Linked DNA regions of Zea mays: region 2 is linked to region 1. The links are chromatin contacts, called in public Hi-C maps. All regions are on one chromosome and are shown on one strand. The core of a region is the stretch at or near the end of the contact, and the rest is flanking DNA. Distances in the headings are between cores, read along the strand shown.

The links. Hi-C and Micro-C count contacts between places; a contact is called where the count stands out from the background.
Region 2: a contact with region 1 is called in a Hi-C map of leaf, with 7 times the contacts expected there. The contact joins the enhancer-like site here to the promoter of LOC100283146 in region 1. A contact is called at or near these places in 2 of 25 Hi-C or Micro-C datasets (leaf and tassel).

Annotation. Positions count from the first base shown.
Region 1 is chr10:123,474,995-123,480,207 of Zm-B73-REFERENCE-NAM-5.0, forward strand. It overlaps LOC100283146 (catalytic/ protein phosphatase type 2C), which reads right to left and starts at 3,217. Exons shown (of 9, transcript NM_001156048.1): 1 at 2,825-3,217; 2 at 2,522-2,693; 3 at 2,109-2,259; 4 at 1,960-2,023; 5 at 1,155-1,262; 6 at 576-701; 7 at 238-482. The coding sequence starts at 3,049.
Region 2 is chr10:123,798,533-123,803,669 of Zm-B73-REFERENCE-NAM-5.0, forward strand. No RefSeq gene overlaps it. Among protein-coding and RNA genes, the nearest start is that of LOC103641707, 64 kb to the right of the region's middle. Within about 2 kb of position 2,884, at least 6 of the 20 cell types and tissues checked have an H3K27ac peak or open chromatin away from gene starts, as enhancers often do. A contact at or near this core is called in leaf, where this site is marked.

The DNA of each region.
Region 1 (5,213 bases), core at 1,967-4,466:
TGAGCACATACAACTTCCTCATGTAGGTAAAATACTTCCGGCTCAAGTGGCATCAAGTTAGTAGCAGGAAACATCATACTTCTTTATTAGAGTAGTAATTACAGGTATCTTAGAACCACTATTGAAGCAGTACTCCATAGATGACAATACATTTATTAATTGGAAAGCATAAGTTTATAGTATAATTATTTGCCAGCTATAATGCATCCACAATCAAGATGAGGTAAGGGTACAGACCTCCTTGAAAGGGATGGGCATCCGTCCTCAAAGACCTCCTCTAAATCTGGCTCAGGATAATTATCCTTATCAGGGAGAGACAACGAGTCAGATGTTGTTTTCCTTAAAAAGAAATTTTTTAGAAGCACAAGGCCTTTTCCTGGCGTTCTTTGAGATTGTATAGTGCGTTTTGGTTTCTCTGGTGATATTATGTCAATGACAATGCAAGTTGTATCATCTCTCAATCCTTTTGCTTCAACTGCTTCCTGCAAACAATACACCAGTTAGGAACAGTACATGTACAACTGAGGATTTGAGACCTTGTGTTAGGATGGGTGGGAAGGGTATTAGTATTGTACTTTAACAATTTGCTCAGCTGCGGCCTCAGGAGGAAGCCCTCGTGCACATTTAAAAGCCATTTCTGCAGTCAAAGCATCCCAAACACCGTCGCTTGAAATAATAAGACGGCCTCCAGCATTAGACAGCTACAAGCATTGCAATACAACATTGTTTTCAAATTTCGATCCGATTTAAATGAACAAAGAATCACTCCAGAGAAAATCACAGGATAATCCTCTCAGAAAAGAAAAGAAAACATAACTATAGTTGCGTATAACAACGAACAAACTTTGCAAACAAAGGAAATAAGAACAAAAATCTGGCAGTCAGTTTATAAATACTGGAAAATATGTGTTGATAAAGTGATGTATGTCTAAATAGTCAGGTAACAGGTACAGTATAGAATACAGTTTGACCTCAAAGATTAGAGCTAATTTACAAGGACAGGCTCTCATAACGATAGAAAATTCAGATGATAATGATAATGAGAAAAATCCAAACAGCACAACTTCTGGTACTTGAATGTGATATCACTATAGTGAGAGTTTACAATTCAGTTTTGTCCAGAAATGGTGTAAAATAACTTCCCAACAGTGTACCTTAATTTGCTTCACATAAGGAACCGGAATAATAAATTCACCTACATCCTGATCACCAATCGATCTTGAGAGGCATAAACCACCTGGCCAACATCTAAGGGGACCAATCTGGATGGATAAAAAAGGAACTAAGGATCAAAAGAAGGCATGGATCACATCTACAAACCAAAAAATAGGACTCTAAAAGAAAACCTATGGAAGATGTCCAACATAGATCAGGTATTAAAATGTTCAAGCCGGTACTCACATACAGTTTGGTACATCAGTCAAATAGATTAGAACGGTAAAAAAGAGAATAATTGAGAGTTGGTGGCTAGTTGCACAAGCATAATTTCTCAGTCAATCCAAGAACTCCATCCAGCTAAGCTATCATCTCACACGACTTAAAGCCCCTCTTACCCAATGAAAATACTTTACATCTAATAGCTTGCTAAACAAATCAGTCACTGACAGGCAGCAAACTGGCAAAGCCTTTTTCTCGGAACAAAAAACACCTTTAAAAAGAGTTAACTGCCTAAAGGCAGACCCAGTGTCGGAGGCTCCCACATAGGTAGGGTCTAAGGAAGGGATAAACTGAGGCGAGTCTTCACCCGAAAATGCGAACATATGTGACCCGGTAACTCCATGAGACAGCTCTCACCATTGCACTAGAAACTTTAACAAAAAAAATATTAAATATTTCACTGAAAACATAAAAAATAAAAAAAACATGTTTGTTGTTTTTCAAAAAATGTATCATTTTTTGGCTACCCGCTGCATAAATTAGATGGAACACTTTGGAGTGAGTGAAAAGGCAAAGAGCAACCTCAGCACCACCGACGACATTTAGTCTTCCAACTTCACCTCCACATTCGGTTACACGTCCAACCCTACAAATAAAAAACCAACAAGTCAGAAGAGCCAAACATGTAACCAACGATAGAGCAACAGTACACTATGAGAAAGCGGTCTTACTCCTCTTCATTAGCGTCGAAGCGATGGTCAGCCGACAAATAGTAGATGGATCCCTCAGCTTCAAGGACACAACGTGAATCACCAACAGATGCAACAGTTACAACGGAGCCATCAATTATGGCAAGCGTCACGGTTGTCCCCGAGGAATGAGCTGAAATATATACACGGAACAGGCAAACGAGGCTCATCTCATCTCTTGTTGGTTCAAAAACAAAAGGACTCAGCTCTCGTACTGGTTTGCTGCATGATGTACCACCAGACCATTTACGCGGTCAATTTGAAACAACCACCTAACGCCCGGCCATAGAGATGCCAAGTTGGGCAATAGATGTGCCGGTACTCTACTGAACTAGTAGTACTGCGCGGTACTTGCTATAGTTGCTAGTCCCATGAATGGAAGGAATTTCAGTTACCTTTAGTCTGGAAATCCTTGTCGGTCTTGACGAACCCCGCGACGAGGGCCCTCGGCAGCGCGGCGAGCCAGTCGTCCCAGGCCAGATCGGTCGGGACGCAGCTGAGCACGTTGCCGAGGAGGTGCTCCTTGGCGTACACCGCGGCGGCGCTCCCGTTGTGCCCATCGAACAGCTGCGAGAGCGGACGAGGCCAGACACGGGCGGGGGCGCGGGGCGCCTTTCTGAGAACGAGCCTCCAGAGCATAGTAGCATGCTAACATTGGGACAGGGAAGACGGAGTGGGTCGAGGTGGGGAGCGCTTACGGCGAAGGCGGAGAAGGAGGTGGACGGCGCGCCGGGGCGTCGCTCGCAGGCGGGCTTGAGCAGCGCGAAGTCCTCACCCTTCTTCGCCCGGCAGGCCTGCCCCGCCGCGACCGAGGGCCGCTCGCCGCATCCCAACGCGGCCCGCTCCGCCGACGCCTCCCGCTGCAGAAGGTCTCCGAGCGCCACGCTACCGGTCCGCCGCCTCCCGCTCCGCGACGCCGACATCCTTAATCACAGGCAGATCCCGGCGGCGGCCGCGGCGGCAGCTGTAGTAGATCGTGCGAGCATCGCCGCTCGCCTTGCTGGCGCTAGCAAGCTGGTCTAGTCTGGTCGGGGAGCACCAGCACGAGCACGAGCGCGCACTAGTCTTTTCCGCCAGCCCGCTGCCTGCCTGCCTGCCTACCTTGCTCGCTGCCTCGTCTTTTGGGGGGACCCCGCTGCCGGCTCGGCGCGTTGCGGTTGCTTTGCGAGACGAGGAGGGGGAGCGGCGGGGCGGGGGCAAGCGAGCGACCTGTCACATGGAACGCTCGGTACAGGACGCGCAAATCCAGCCTCGCCCTCGAGTGAAACGAAACGAAATCCCGAAAAGCGGCAGGAGGGGGGAGACGGGAGCCCGCGGCCGCGGCGCACTAATGACTGACTGGGCGGGGCGCGTGCGTTTTTAACGCCGGGACGCGGGAGGCGGGGAAGTGGGTCAGGCGGGTCAGGACCGGGTATTCGCGTGGTGGGGTGGTACCTGACCGGACAGTGGGAGCGCGCCGGGCACAAACAGCTCCGCTCGTCTTGTTGGTCTTCAGTCGTCCAGGTCTTCGGCAGTGTCCTGTAGGCTGTAGCCATACACCGACGAGAATTTTCTGCCTCCTAGCATGTGGTTGGGAAAGCATTACTGTCCTGCGTGGTAACTGGTAAGATCAAATGTGCATTTAGATTCCGTAACCATTTCTTCCCGAAGTCCAACGATAGCATTGGCGTGGGTCCGATTTTTTTTGAAATTTAACCCCTTTTATAAAATTTTACTTTGGTCCTCTAAAATATTTATTCTCATTTTTTACCCTTTGCTCGACGTCACATTCTACAGGCTCGTCTCGGCTCGGTCGTAATGCGAACTCAAAAATCAGGCTCACGAGCCGCCACACCAAATCCAATTTAGAGCATAAATTGTATATTTTTATTATATATAAACAATAAACCCTCGACACAGAAGAAAGGCAGCAATCAAATCCCGGACTGGGGACACGTGGACCATGTCCGGTGATGCACCGGTCTGATGCCCCCGTGAACAATGCAGTTTTTCCAATAGCTTCTAAAAAGAAGGGGCAACGACTAGGAGTTCTTTTAAGGCTATAAAAGGATTCCCTAAGCGCCATTTTCAGGACACCAAGGCTCCAAAAGCGCGGCAATACTTTTGTAGACTCTTTGCAAATCATTATGTCTCCCTCTCTCTTGTGCCAGGGTCGAGTCCGTGTCGGGCGGTCCAGGTGGACATCTATAATTTCAGTGTGATTTTCATTTTCATTTCAATAGGTTGTACATGCGTTTTAGTGATATGGGAGTGTCTCTTTAAACGATTACCAACTCTATATATGAGTCGTACATGATCGCCCATTATATATGAATAGGGAGTGTGAAATAATTGCCTTCTCAAATATTTCTCGAATATTTGTCGTCCGCTAGCTTATTTTTAAATTAAAACGTGACAATAGATAAAAAAAACGGAGACGACAGGTGTTAGGGACTGGATGCTAAGATGAAAGCCGACGGAAACTCTCCTTTATTACCGTTTGCTTTCGGCCCTAGAATGACCAGGAAATATTTCCGGTTGACGCTGGCTTTCATCTTAGCATCGAATCCCTAAGGTACAGGGGCGGAGCTACATAGAAATTAGGGGGTGCACATGCACCCACAAAAAATTAGAAATCTAGTGATTTGGACCAAATTTTCACCATATATGCACCACCTACAAATTGTTACCATGCACCCTCAAGGCATATGCACCCTCCCCTAATTTACTCTAGCTTCGCCACTGCTAAGGTACCCTGATGTGCAGAGGAAATGTTTCCAGTTGACCGTGTGGATGCAACCAGTCTGTGACTTTGCCCAGTTCCGGAGGACCGACTGACTCCTCCTTTGCTTCCTGCCTCGCGTCAACTTGGCGGGATCTCTTATGAGAAAAAAAAATCCTGGCGGCAAGGGGATCGACGCGAAGTGCCTGCATGACTCGATCCAAAACAGCAACTTTTTTTTTTTGTAGTGTTCCTGTCACCTCACTTTCGAGCTCGGGACTGGTTAAAACCCTCTTCCTCTTGTATACGTTCTTCCAAGACGAAAGGGCCCTGCTCTGCTGTGTTTTATAATATTATATAGTGCCAGTTCTTGTTAACCGTCTCTG
Region 2 (5,137 bases), core at 1,634-4,133, 320 kb after region 1:
AATCCTCCACAACGTGAACAGGTCCGCGCCACCCGAGAGCACACCACCGCTTTTAGGCGGTACTTTGCCAGGAGGGTACGTGCCACTCTTGCCATCTCTCCACTCACAGTGCGCGATTGTCTTTTCATGTATGGAATAGTCGGGTTCAAGCTTACCCTGTCCCATATCGTGGCCAGTTAAGATAGTCCTTGATCATACAGGCCTACATACGCATCCAATCCTTAATTAACCTGGGTAGAACATCACATGTTCCTAGCCCAAGTCCCGATTTAAGTACTTCCATCCTTAGAATTGTTTGTGTTCCTTAGGATGAAAAGAGCATTATAGGGAACTTTGCAGTAAGATCCCATCATGCTCCCAATGAAAATATTCTTGCAGGTATAAGCCATCCTTCCTCAGGATATCCCCTGAGCTAGGCATTAATGCAAAAGACAACCTCTATCCACAAGATCTAAGCAGGGCTAAGCATTTTTGTAAATTGTATTTTGATACTTCATCAGAAGTATCTATAAAGGTATGGATATCAAGGTAGGCAATGCATCCAATAGTTTCCAAGCAACTCCTATAAACTTAATGCACATTTCACTAGACTTAAAGTGTATAAAAATCTTTTAAAAATACAAGGAAGGGGTAAATGCACCGGGGCTTGCCTTATTGCAATGAAGAGGTTCCAAATCCCTCTATTAAATACCCAGTTAGATGGCTCCCATCACTTGATGAGCAAGCACTGAAGCAGACTCCTCTTCCGAAACCACTTCTTGAATTTCATCTTCTTCTTCTAGGAATTCTACATGTAAAGATATGAACATGAATGCTTATGCTTATGCAACCTGAAAAGAAAATACTAAAAAGCATCACAAGAATTACACCTCTCTAAAGGTGCACACAAAAGCTAACAAAACCTTAAGAGAGCTAAATACTCTAATATCACAACTCAATTTACCAACCAAACTAGAAAACCTTGCTTCCATAACCAACCAAGTACTTCATTTATGCATTAAGCAAGGATCCACACTGCATGTACTACAAGTTATAGTGTCCAAGAATCAGCCACAATTCACTGAACCTGTTTTCGTTTCTCTGAATTCATCTTCTAGTGCTCCATTCCTCTCCCTCTGTTCAGTGCTTTGTAACTCACAAATTCCCTCAACAACAAACCCAACTCATTTACTCAAAGTTATTCTCTAGACATAGCTCTACCAACTTGGTATAGAAATCACAGGTTGAAAATGTTTAGAGCAAGAGTTATGGCAATCCAAAGTTAAGCAGAACACTGAAAATTTAGTTTCTAATTTCTGAAACAGCACAATACTGAGTCCGATAGAGGGTTTTGCAGCAGGCTATTCTCTAAATTCCATACAGTACCAAGCCCACTCTTTGCACAAAACTTGTTCATCTATATCTGGTCTCTCATTTTGCTACAGACTCTTAACCCAAATATCTTTGGATTTATTACCACAAGGCTCCAAAGTTGGGTAAAAACACACATATCCAGACTTAAATATTATTCTAAGTCTGAATCCCAACACCTGACAGTCCATCTTTTGGCCACTTTTACTCCCAAATTTATGTGGAACCAGGTCCATCTAACTTTAGCAAACTTGTTTACTTTACTATGGTCTACAACTTTGCTATGGAACCCTTAATCCAAAACCCCATGAATCAGTCACAAATGAATTCCAAACTAGGCATACTGCTGCAATTCAGTTCACAGAACTGAATAAAAATTCAGTTTTGTGTCCAGCCTGACAGACCAACTTTAGCCAACCTTTTCTCCAATTTTTACACAGCAACAGACCAAGCTCACATTACCAAAGTTATTCCTTAGATATAGCTCTACTACTTTGGTATAGCACCCCTAGGTTGAAAACATTTAGAACAATTTTTATGAAGCACCAAAGTGGAGCTCAACACACTAGAACCTAGTTTCAGTCTTCTGCACTAAGTCTGGGGTCCAAAAATCCAACAGCCTATTTTTTTAGCAAATTTTACACCTAGTTCCCAGCAACAGACAGTGATAGAGTACAAGTAGTAAATGGTGTGAGCTTCACTAACCTTTGTCGAGCATGGAACAAGTAGTACACGGTCAAGAATACTTGTGGGAAGCCTTGTCCACGGGGAGGTGAAGAACGGTTGGGTTTGGTCACCACAAACAAGAGGTTGGCATTCAGCTCTGGAGTAAAGCAAAATTGGTGGCTGAAAGAGAGGATGCACACCAGCAAGAATACCAGGACTCCAGCACCTTTGTAGTGGACTGGGACTAGAGCTCGAGAACAAGGGAGAAAAGCTTTTCTGAACTCAGCCGTGGAACACACTGAATAAATAGGCATGGGGAGGGGTCACTGAGCTCATCCACAATTCAGTGCAAGAATACAAGGGATGCCAACACAGCATACTATATGACGTGGCTCCCATGCACTAAATGCACACAAGTCTACACGTGCACCTAGGACACTATGTGGTCTGCTCTAACATCCCCAAAATATCCACTCTTTGCTTCAGCAAGCAGATAGGAGAGGAAGTGGATGAGACCCCCACGGTGGCTTGTACTATGGCCCAGGGCTTGATATTATCTGCAGGGGTGAGACCACTAGAATTTCCATTATTTAATTCACTCATTCAGTAGCTAGCAGATAAACCTTCACTTGCTTACTGCTCTCAAAACAGTCCAACTTAGATATTTTCCCAGCAGCAAATTAAGCCCCTAGACCATCGGTCATACACTACAACCTTATCCCCACTTACATACATAAGTGACATCAGCAGGGTCGAGGTGATCTTCTTCAGAACCCAAGTGCAGCACTGAACTGGGTCAACTTCAGCAGCCAAGATATTACCTGACACACACAAATATCATCCCTGTCCATATCTACAGACAGCAAACAAAACTCATTAATGCCCCACTTCTCACTGCTCCCATATCACTCAGGTTCACAGGTTCAGCCGATACACTGCACTTGGTTGATATTTTTTTTACAGCCCAAATATCCCCTTGTCCTTGACTGCAGATATTTGTTTTGGAGCACACTGAACTACCACTGTTGGACTGAACTCACAACTTCACTCCTTTATTTCTCTTGGTTCCAAACAGCAACAAGAGGACTAACCTTAATAATCCCTGTTCACCAACTAACTCTCTATCACTTTGCCATAGGGACTCAAGCCTTACACTCCTTGGATCAGATACAAAACAGCTCCAAAGTTAGGAGAAAAACATTAAACCATATCAACAGTTACTGCATTAAAACTGCACTCCACATGCCTGACAGAAACAGATTGAACACCTTTTTCTCCTAGCTTTGTGTAGTATCAAGTCCAACCCTCTCAAGGGAATTTGTTCTCCTATATATGGCCTTTCAGTTTGCTAAAGAATTTCTAACCCAAATCTCCTTGCAATAATTACCATAGGGCTCCAAACTAGACACCCTTGTGCTGAATTTCAGTTTACAGTGGACTGAATACAATTCAGTTTCAGCCACCAGACAGTCCAAATTTGAGCAGCTGTTACTCCAATTTTCGTATAGGATCATGTCCATCACCTTTAAAGAAAGTTATTCCACATTATATGGTCTTCACTTATTCTACAAACACCACAGCACAAAACCTTATAGAATAGCCACAAATAGGCTTCAAAACTGCTATCAAAACACTGAAATTCAGTTTCAGTTACTGTTTCCAATCTGAAAATTCAGAAATACAACAGCACCACTTGGAACCACTCTTTTTCCTGGGTCCCAAATGTTTTTAGGGGCAAGTTGCTTAATAAAGTTTATACTCCTATAGTTCCTCTACAAGTTTTATATAGTAACCATTAACCAAAACCTATTGAATTCCAAACTACAATAGCCCAAAGTTTGCTCCAATTGCTGAAATTCAGAATCTGAATTTCACTAAGTCTGAAATCCACAATTTTTGACAGCTTTACTTTGGACCAGTTTTACTCAAAGTTCCAAATAGTTTTAGAGCTATATGACTAAACCAACCTTATACTCCTCATGTAGCTCTATAACTTTGTTATAATGATCATCTTCAAAATGGTTCTAGATCAAAAGTTACAAAGGACTAAAATTGCCTAGTTGCTGCGATTTTCAGGAACTCCAAAACTGAAACTTTGTGAATTTCTCCAAATTTCTTCACACAACTTGGAAATATTCAAATAACAAAATCGTGCAACTTTGGAAATCCTATCAACTTGGTATTTTTACCTCTTGCAAAATGTGGCTAGATCTCCAAATCCACTTTTGGGCTCCAGTTTAGGGGTTAGAGATACTCAACCACCCTAAGTACTTCACCACTTCTAATCCACATATCAAAAGCAAACTTATCCATCCTCCTAAAGCAAAGTTGCTCCTTAATCTCAAATACATCTTTGGCTTATAGAACTCAGGTCTAAAGTATCCTTGATTTAGGAGTTAATTGCTTACACTCAAATCCAATCAAGGTTTTCAAGCCTTAGGATTTTGAAGTTAATCCTTCGGTCCAAGTATTTCTTCCACTTGATCTATCTTTGAAAACAAATTTTCTATAGACTCTAGGAATTGCCTGTAGCACTTCAAGACTCCAAGTTAATTTATTACTTGCTCAAAGGATGACCTACTCCTGTTTAGCTTAGGTCCTAAACTAGGTCTTCTACCCTGCACACAGCATCACCTTATTGTAAAATTTTTGATCTAGTGAATGCATTCTAGGTGTAACAAGCAAGTTAATGCAAATGCTTATGATGACATGTCCGAGTTTTAGTTCACGTAACACCAGGGGTGTTACAGGGTTGCCCACAGCCTGTCAAAGACTAGGGTCAAGTCTTCCACTAGGGTCGACGCTCTCTTAGTATTGACTACGATGTCATCGACGTATACTTCCACCTTGTCCCTAATCAGGTCCCCGAAAGTCTTACTCATCGCCCGCACAAATGTTGGCAAGGCGTTTTTCAGGCCGTAAGGCATAACAACATAGCAGTAAAGCCCATCCACTATTACAAAAGCAGTATGCTTCCTATCTTCCCTAGACATCTGGATTTGATGGAAACCAGAATAAGCATCTAAGAAAGACAAAAGGTCGCACCTGGAGGTAGAATCCACGATTTGATCTATTCGCGGAAGTGGATACGGGTCTGTCGGTACCCTGAATCAGGGGTACC